Regions from separate parts of the Mus musculus genome. Here all the other regions are linked to region 2. The links are chromatin contacts, called in public promoter capture Hi-C maps. All regions are on one chromosome and are shown on one strand. Each heading gives the region's core, a stretch centred on a gene start, on an enhancer-like site or on the middle of the called end of the contact. The rest is flanking DNA. Distances are from core to core; before and after follow the strand shown.

Region 1 (2,847 bases), core at 92-2,591, 640 kb before region 2:
ACTTTGTGTTCCTGTTACTTTTTTTTATTCCATCAAGGCTAATTTGAACTCAGATATTCTTGGATGCAGGGACCTTCACTGGAGGGTGGTAGATTTTAACCAGAGGATACACTCTTAGGGAAAATAAAAACAAAAAACCGGACTCTCCCAGGAGTTAACAATTGTCAACAGGGATGGGTACTTTGTATCCAGCTCCCCTCCCCATGCTGCGGTTTGTTCTGGCTTAGACCTGCACAGGTCCTGAACATGCTGTCACAACCACTGTGAGTTCCTATGTGCAGCTTTTCTACTGTATCCAGACGACACTGAGTCTGGATTCAGTGTCACTGATTCCTTCCCGTCATCGATTGCCTCAGACTCTTAGGCTCTTCCAGGCTTCTCTTCCCAAAATGATCCCTGAGCTGTGGGAGGGGGGCTTATGGTATAATGTATTCCTTTTAGGGCCAAACATCATGCAGTGTCTTAATCTCTGCATCTTGGCCAGTTCTGCGTTTCCACATTAACCGTCATCTACTGCAAACAGAATCTCCTCTGGTGCGGGTGAAGGGATGCATTAATTAATCTATTGCTGGAATAACTCATTAGGAGTCAGTTTAATACTATGTCCACGTAGCAGAATAGTAGGTTCTGCTGAGATGTGTTACATTTGCCCTTGAAAGTGCACATCCCGATTCAATACAGCCTTCAATTAAAAATGGTCCTCTCCTCGTTCTTGATAAGGAGTGGCAGGCAATGCCTTAACAATTCAGCCATTGCCAACTTGGCACATGATAAATACTGCGAGGCTATATTAAATATTAAAATATTTGGATGGAATGACTTTTGCATAGGCCTGGCCCAGGCTAGAGTGGGTCATGATTACTTTTACGTTTGCATCACTAAGACAAGCGAAGAAATGGATCTTCCGTTAACCATGCGTTGACCTTCCAGCCACATCCACAGGCTTATGCATACCAGTATAGTATAGAAATTGCACGTACAATAGAAGGCAAGTGATGGAAAAGGGACATGTAATCCACAAAGAAACAGGTTAAGGTAATTGTCTTTACTCCCCCCACCCTTTCCCGCCCCACTTTTATTTTCCAGCTTCATCTCTCTGTCCCTCAACCCTGGGGACAGCTGTGGGTTGCAAGCTAAGTGCTGGAATGAAGAGTGATTGAGCTGGAGCTGAGGTCAAGGAGGATCTCTACTCCAGAATCATTGCTGCAACCTCCCCTGCCATTTCCCTGGCTCTTAGGCAGCTTCTCCTGGTGCAAATCCCCTGCAAAGACACTGAAGCAGCAGCCCGAAGTTGCCGGGCGCAAGGCTCTGGAGGCATTGGCTCAGGAACTTTTCACGTCATTCCCGGCTCCAGAGCCCCTAGTCGCGGCGGCGCAGCCTTTCCCACCGCGGATCCTCAGTGCTCATGGGGCAGGCGGAGACAAGCTTGCAGCACTGAGCCGAACGGGACCAGTCCGTGATGTCCAGCACCAAACTGGAGGATTCCCTCTCTCGTCGCAACTGGTCATCTGCTTCAGAGCTGAATGAAACTCAAGAGCCGTTTTTAAATCCCACGGACTATGACGACGAGGAATTCCTGCGGTACCTGTGGAGGGAATACCTACACCCGAAAGAATATGAGTGGGTCCTGATCGCAGGGTATATCATCGTGTTCGTTGTGGCTCTCATCGGGAACGTCCTGGGTGAGTCTGGTCTCCGGCAGCCTTCCAAAAGGGTTGTCACCTCCCCTCAGCCCAGGCTGCAAGGCTGGGAGACCCCTCCCTTCTCCTGGGGTGCAAACAAAGAGGTCGCTGCTCTTGGCTGAGGTTTCTAATAAATTTTTTTTTTAAGTTTTCTGAATTTACAAACTAGGAGGGATCTCTAGAAGGATTATTCTGTTTGTTTGCAGAGAAAAGAGGGAAACTGTTTCTGTTTGAGAACCAAGAACACAAGCGCAAGGAGAGGGACAAGGACCTCCAGGTGGATTTGCTGAGTGTAGGGGAATCTGTAATGCTTTTGTGCAGGCTGGGTGGGTTTACTGGGGAGGACTTGCACCCGCAGAAACTGATGAAGTCATAAGGCCTTCGTGAGCTCGGTGGCACGTCCTTTAGCAAGGAGGCTTAGGCTCGGGTTAAGAAGTGGTAACGAAGGGGCAGAGTGGAGGCAAAGGCAGACAGAGGAGCGCGCTCCATCGCAAAAGCAGAATTAAACAGAAGCGGTGCCTGGAGCCGCAGGAGGAAGGAGGAGCATCCTAAAAAGTACCCCGGAGCTCACTCTCACCATCCATTCAAGCATTCATTCATGCATACATGCATGCATTCATTCATTCAACCAATGCACACCACCGCGCAAGTGGTTGTTATCAGTTTCAGAAAAATATTTTTACCAACTGATTCTTTTTCTTACAACAAGATTAAGCTTAATGTCAGAGTCTGTCTTGGTCTGTGAGAGCACAGGTTCTCTTGCGCGCTCATTACTATTCTCCCCACCACCATGTCTGAGGGACCAAGTGAGGGGTAAGGAAACTATAGGGACCGCGGTGATGGATTTATTAGGACAGGATGGGGAATCGCTTTCAAGACACGGAGCTTCTCCAGAGAGCTAGGGCTTAAATTGTGAATGGAAGGAGCATGTACCTTGATGAATGGAGAACAGGAGGCTTTTCGAATGCAGAGGGCAGTGTGGAGGAAATCTGTTGAAAATGACAGGAGGAGGCAGGCAGTTTGGAGACAGTACTACCTTCTCAATAAGGCGGAGAGGTGAGTGAAAGGAAAGAGGCTGGGAAGCTGGGAAGTAAAAAAACAAAGGTTGTAACTGAAATGAAGGGCAGTAAAGAACTCGCCAGGCTATCCATCACAACCAATGCTT
Region 2 (3,071 bases), core at 379-2,878:
CTCATTCCATAGTTCAGTTTCTATCTAATGTGATAACAAGTGGCATCTATATGTCAGCTGATAGAGCTGTCATTTATGTTTTAAGGAACAGAGATCTAAAGAAATTTCCCTTAGCACAGATGTGATTTTAAAATATGACCCAATTTTTTTAAATTTTTAAACACAATCTTAATAATTATATGGATGTGTGTCTGTGTTGGGGTATGTGCACATGTGTTGCTCACAGAGGCCAGAAGAGGATTGGAGCTGCAATTACAAACAGTTGTGAGCTACATTTATGTAGGTTCTGGGTCCTCTGCAAACCCAATGAACCATTGCTCTAGCCCATGAGTTAATTTTTAAGACTGCAGCATACCAGGATAATGATACTGTGCTACCCACCATTGAGAAAGATCTATTCGTTTTGAAGTAACTGCTAGATTTGAAGTACTCTGTAACAGATTTTAATGTATCAATTTTTAAAAAAGATTCACATGGAAACAAAAGGACTTTTAGATTCTTAACTGAAATACTTGCATGACTATTAAACTCAAAACCTCCAGAAAGGGAAATCTGTTTGTCAGTGGGTTTGTTTGTTTGTTTGTTTTCATGTATTTAAATAAGTAACTTGGTCCATGAGAGGGAGGAGCCAGAAATCAAAGGCCTGATTGTGCTGGATCCTTCTTTGTGGCCATTCTTCAGCTGGGTTCTCAGCAGGCTGCAGTTGAAAGGGAAAGATCCAAGTTCTGCTTAAAAATCAGACTAAAGAGCTTGCTCAGCACCCCGCTCACATTATGCTACTCGCATTCACCACTTAAAAGTCTTTGGATAGTAAATTGTATGCAATGACCTCAGTCTTCCAGGATATTCTCGGATTATAGGAAGCACCCCTCTGACTTGCTTATGAGGAGAGGAGTATTTTTCATGGCTTTCCCTTTTCTTGAAAGACTCTCAGAACATCAAGATCCTCAGGTATAAATTAGACCCGGGGAAGAATGTCACAAAAGCACACTATTTTTCCTACTTGGTTAGAAGAAAGAGAACAAAACTGAATATTTCTGGTGAGGACTCTCGCTCCAAGAGGGACAAACGGGTTGTTTTGTTTTGTTTTGTTTTGTTTCCTTCTCTAACTATGTGAGAGTGAAGTTTTATGCACAATGTATTTGAAATAATATTCGTGCGCTTTCCTAATCAAAAGGCTCCTGTGGAGCTGAGATGCAAGAGCATCAAAAGACTGTCAACACAGATCAATAAAGGCAGGTCTTTATAAGGTTTGATAGAATTATATCTTTTGTTTATAACAGAATTTTGATTATAGTAGAATATAAAGGTATAACAGAATTTTGAGTATAGCAGGAAGGGATTTTGGAGTAGAGACTGCAGAAGAATAACAATCAAAATTAGACAAAGATTACCCATGTCTCCTTGACAAGTTCACGGGTAGAGAGGGCATTTAACCCTTGAGGTACAGCAACCATGCCTATCGTCCAGCAATCCTGCAATCCGGCCCGACTCCGACGTAGAAACATACCCAAGACTGCGGCAAGGAAAATACGCGAGCAAGCCTGTCTCCCCTCCCCCGCTCCGTTCCCGCGGGATTGGAGTAGCGCTGGGTCGCTGACGCCATCCTCACGCCTCTGGTTTGCATGGAGCATGCGCCTCCTCCTCATTTCCTCTCCTGGAGCTAGTGGAGTAAAGCTACGCCCAGGCCCGCGTCCGCTGGCGGCGCAGGAACTTCAGCACCCGCGGGGCGGACAGCGCCTACCGCACCTGCTCACCTGCTCTGGGCGCCAGAAGAGCCTGCATCCTCCTTCCAGCCCGGAGCAACTGCGCCGGAGGCGCCCAGACCCTCTCCCTTCCCGCACCCAGGCTCCTGTCCCTTCCAGCTTCTTAACTCCCCTTCTCATTCATAACAAAAGCTACAGCTCAGGGGCCCAGCGCCAAGCTCTTTCCAGCAAAGCACAGAAGAGCAAGAAAGAATGGGGTTCCTTTGGACCGGCTCTTGGATACTGGTGTTGGTGCTCAACAGCGGCCCAATTCAAGCTTTCCCCAAACCCGAAGGCAGCCAAGGTATGTGGACATTGCTCTGCTTTAGAGTTCTCTTTCATTTGGCCCAGCCAAGATAAAGCTTGATGTGACCCGTGAGCTCTAAATCGCCCTGCCTAGTTTTTCTCAGCAGATCTCGTATCGTGCATATTGACAGAATATACACGGTTTTGACTTCAGAGAACGAAGATGGATTTTTCTTTCTCCTTTACTTTTAAAATAATAGAGCGATAACATGGTCTTATTTTGAAAAGGGGAGCGAGTACCTGTGCTTAAAGTGGCTAGGATTTTTTTTTTTTTTTTTTGCTCATTACACATGCAGGATATGATGATCTCTTTTAATGTACCAGCAATGATAATCCAAATAGTATGTTTCCAATTGAAAAGAGCTAATAAGCTAAGAATTAGAACTATATGTTAAATTTCTGATCAGAAAATAAAAGTGTGATTGCATTTAATTCAGGATATGCAATAATATAATAAGCATACCAACTTTGGAACTCACCATGTATACAATTGATAATCTTTGCTACTATAAATTTTATTTTATAACATTCAGAATTATTTCTCCAAAAAATCTTTTTTCATTGTGTTTTTTATTTTAATAGGAAACATATTTGACCACCCAAATGCACAATTAAATTTATATTTATGTGTATTTATTCTAGACAAATCCCTGCATAATAGAGAATTAAGTGCAGAAAGACCTTTGAATGAACAGGTAGGTCAGATGTAAAATTATAACTCCTATGTTATCTTATTCACTGTTGTCACTTACTGTAGTTTCCTTGTGATATTTTAGCCATTTTACATTTATAAACTCCAAGACATTAATAATAAATTGACAAAAACTAAGATGATAAATCTGGTTCCACTAATTCTGTGTTCTCACAATTAGTGCACTGAGTTCTTATAGCACATGGGCTGAGGCATGATGATAACCCAGTGAGATCAATACTGTAGCCACTCTTATAAGACTGTCTAGTTTACCAAAGTGTGTGCGTGGCTTGTTTTGTTTTCTTTGAGACAGAGCCTTGCTGGGTAGC
Region 3 (3,047 bases), core at 450-2,949, 550 kb before region 2:
AGACTCCACTTCAAGACCATTATGGATACTTACCAGCTTTTGTGATAGAATTATTCTGGAACTTTCTAAGATCTAGTGCTACATCTAAAACAATTCTTTCTAAAACTATTTTTTTAAAAAAGAGAGCCACAATACTGAAGAGATCCTCAGCAATTAAGTGTAACCGCTCACAACCATCCAACTTCAGTCCCAGGGAATCCATTTCCTTTATCCGACCTGTGCAGGCACCAGGTATACATGTGACACACAGATACACAAGAGATCAAAACACTCATACACACAAAATAAAAATTGAAAAATCTTTTTAGAAAATTTTAAAATAGAATCATCAAAATGGGAGCATTTGTGACTCTTTATCTCCTCAGCCAGTGGTTTCTCGAGGTGGCCCTGCCCATTTCTGAGAAGTTTCTGTCTCACGGCCGGTTTTCATCTGCGTGATTGATCTCCTGAACTGAGAGAAGATGGTCAAGTGGGGTCTCATGTAATGAGACTCATCTGTTTGGACATCAAAGCAAAGCTCCATTTTCAAATGAAAGATTCTCTAATAGACTTTGATCTCATAGTGTAAACAGCCACGGGTTCAAGGTAGCCTTCATTCTGAGAGGCCACGGGAACGCGCTGCTCTGTACTGTGTGCGGTGCAGAGATAAAAGTAGCCGCTGAGTAACTGTAACACAATCAAGCTGTCCCCGCGGTGGACTTACTGGCACATCTTTAAAAAAAAATGAATAAGCTGCATTTTAATATTTTGCTAAGATCTATCAATTCATGAGATTGTAATTAAGAAAATATTATACTTGGCAGAACTTTCTGCTATTATCAACCAACAGAAAAATCAAAGGAAACGCACGTTGTGTAATGTAATTGCTACAAATAGTGGCTATTTAAGACATTAGTGTAAGACCTGGAAGGATTCTCGGTGTGTTCGTGCACTTTCAAGAAGGGAAAATTGCAAAATTAGTTTCAGGCAATTTTGTAAGTGCGAACATTAAATCACGAAGAATAGTTTTTGTTCCTTCTACACATGGAATTGCTTTGTCTCAACAGGAGACAGAAAACCTCATAAAACTCAGTAGCTGGTTAGGTGCCGTGTCTCTACTCGACAGCAGGTGGCAGTATCGATGCATCAAAATGTCATTTAAGTTTTTTGTTTTTCGGTGTGTGTGGGGAGGGCAGGCAGTCCTGTTATCTGATGAGTGTTTAAATTTAGGAGACTTCTGAATTTAGAACTTATAATGAAATCTTATAATCTGAATTTTCTTAGCGTTCTTTTCTCTATATGTCCCTTCTCTGTTTAATAAGGGAATGTATTCTTGTTGTTCTCTTCAGACCTTGACAAGATTATCGTGTTTTAACACAAGAACAATATAAGCTTACTTTTAACTTTTTCCCCAGGCATATAACTATTTGGTGTTTGACGAAATGTGTGATAAGAACATACTCCGCCTAGCCAGTGCTTGGAGAGACGAAAATTTCAAACTCCAAACTTCTGCTTCTCACTCTTGTGGTTACATCTTCTTTGTAGAACTTTGATAAGTACCAATGAGGGATTCCATCTCCTTTCAGATTCCCGGAACTTCTTCTGTGGTTCAGAGAAAATGGAAGCAGCAGCAGCCGGTTTCTCAGCCCCGGGGGTCCGGACAGCAGAGCAAGGCTCGGATTAGCGCTGTTGCTGCTGAGATAAAGCAGATCCGAGCACGAAGGAAAACAGCCCGGATGCTCATGGTTGTACTTCTGGTCTTTGCAATTTGCTATCTACCAATCAGCATCCTCAATGTGCTAAAGAGGTAAAACCCGTGCGTTTATTTAAAAGTGAAGCAGCTTGGCATTTTAATTAAGAACTCTTTTCTTTCTAAACAGACAGACCCTCCTCTCCCTAGGGACTTTGTCTGGCCAATCAACTCGGTTGCTTGAGCTGATGGAGTTCTTTGCGCACTTAGGGCAAGACCAGCCTTCTAGCACAGACAGGAAATACACTCTTTCAGTGGATGAAGATTCTCAGTTGAGTGGCAGATAAAATGGTCGTTTTCCTAATCCCCTGTTGTTGACTGCTAAGGCTTAGATGAGAAAATATTTTAATAAAAATTGTTTCAATAACTAATTTCGTAAGTAAATAAAAGTCCATTGAACTTCTAAATTACTTCGGAAGTGAGTAAATGAGTTTTATAAAAAATTTGTTCTCAAATATTTCAACAATCCTATATTTCCAGTGAGCACAGGTACATCGACAAAACTCCGAAGCCGAAATGATTTTGACCAGTGACACGAACAGCGGATGCTGAGTCGCAGGTCCAGTGCAGGACATGAGTAGCCAGCTTTCTCAGGAAACATCAAAGCTGTTATACATACACCCACTGCGCCCAAGGCAGCCTTAATTCTGTTTATAAGAGGCTTCAAATTTAACCTGAAATTGCTCATGTCTCTTTTCCCAAAGTCAGAGTCAATATCATATTCCTCACAGCTGGAGAGACAGATAAGTTTGGCCAGAGTCAGACAAAAAGTGGTATAAACCAGCTGCGAAGACCTCTCCTCTTTGGCCTTTGTTTTTCCATTCTTTAAAGGTTTCCTCAATGACAAAGTAGAAAATGAACATTTGTTCAGAAAGAATATAGCCTTGTATGTTTTAAGGGTTTCGAAAACTCAATTCACAAAACAATCTACCCTCTGCTCCTGCCAAGGTTCCCTCTCGATTTCTTCCTCGCAGAAATCATACACAAATGTATTAAATGCATTGCTAGTTAGCCCCCTCCCCCACCCCATCCCCGCTAGCTAGCCCGGCCACCCCATTCCCCCCCCCCCACACACACACACACACACTATTAAGAACACCATAAACCAGGCAGTCCTGCTAGCAGAAGGGAATCCAGTGGCAGGCAACTTCCATGGCGAGGGGCGGGGTCGGGGTCAGGGTCAGGGCAGTGCCCAAGGTTCCTCCTCAGAGAATATGAGGGGGTAGTGGGAGGGTAGGGGCTTGTAAAGGTGGGACTGGGGGGAGGATGCCATCCAGATGTAAAGTGAACAAATAAGTAAATAAATAAATGAAAAAAG

Evidence for each region. Promoter capture Hi-C pulls out the DNA fragments that hold promoters and counts their contacts.
Region 1: a promoter capture Hi-C map of liver shows a contact between it and region 2, with 6 times the contacts expected there. The contact joins the promoter of Hcrtr2 here to the promoter of Scg3 in region 2. A contact is called at or near these places in 8 of 39 promoter capture datasets (the 3T3-L1 cell line, cranial neural crest, embryonic stem cells and 4 more) and 1 of 9 other capture datasets (embryonic stem cells).
Region 3: a promoter capture Hi-C map of second pharyngeal arch cranial neural crest shows a contact between it and region 2. The contact joins the enhancer-like site here to the promoter of Scg3 in region 2. A contact is called at or near these places in 17 of 39 promoter capture datasets (the 3T3-L1 cell line, 3T3-L1-derived adipocytes, the C10 cell line and 11 more), 7 of 115 datasets of contacts at active chromatin or transcription factors (astrocytes, embryonic forebrain, embryonic stem cells and 2 more) and 3 of 9 other capture datasets (adipose tissue, embryonic stem cells and pancreatic islet).

Annotation. Positions count from the first base shown.
Region 1 is chr9:76,322,117-76,324,963 of GRCm38.p6, reverse strand. It overlaps Hcrtr2 (hypocretin (orexin) receptor 2), which reads left to right and starts at 1,341. Exons shown (of 8, transcript NM_198962.4): 1 at 1,341-1,682. The coding sequence starts at 1,460.
Region 2 is chr9:75,682,613-75,685,683 of GRCm38.p6, reverse strand. It overlaps Scg3 (secretogranin III), which reads left to right and starts at 1,628. Exons shown (of 12, transcript NM_009130.3): 1 at 1,628-2,049; 2 at 2,694-2,746. The coding sequence starts at 1,959.
Region 3 is chr9:76,234,908-76,237,954 of GRCm38.p6, reverse strand. Hcrtr2 (hypocretin (orexin) receptor 2) reads left to right here. Exons shown (of 8, transcript NM_198962.4): 5 at 1,566-1,786. Among named protein-coding and RNA genes, the nearest start is that of Gfral, 23 kb to the right of the region's middle. Within about 2 kb of position 1,699, at least 63 of the 459 cell types and tissues checked have an H3K27ac peak or open chromatin away from gene starts, as enhancers often do. A contact at or near this core is called in second pharyngeal arch cranial neural crest, where this site is marked.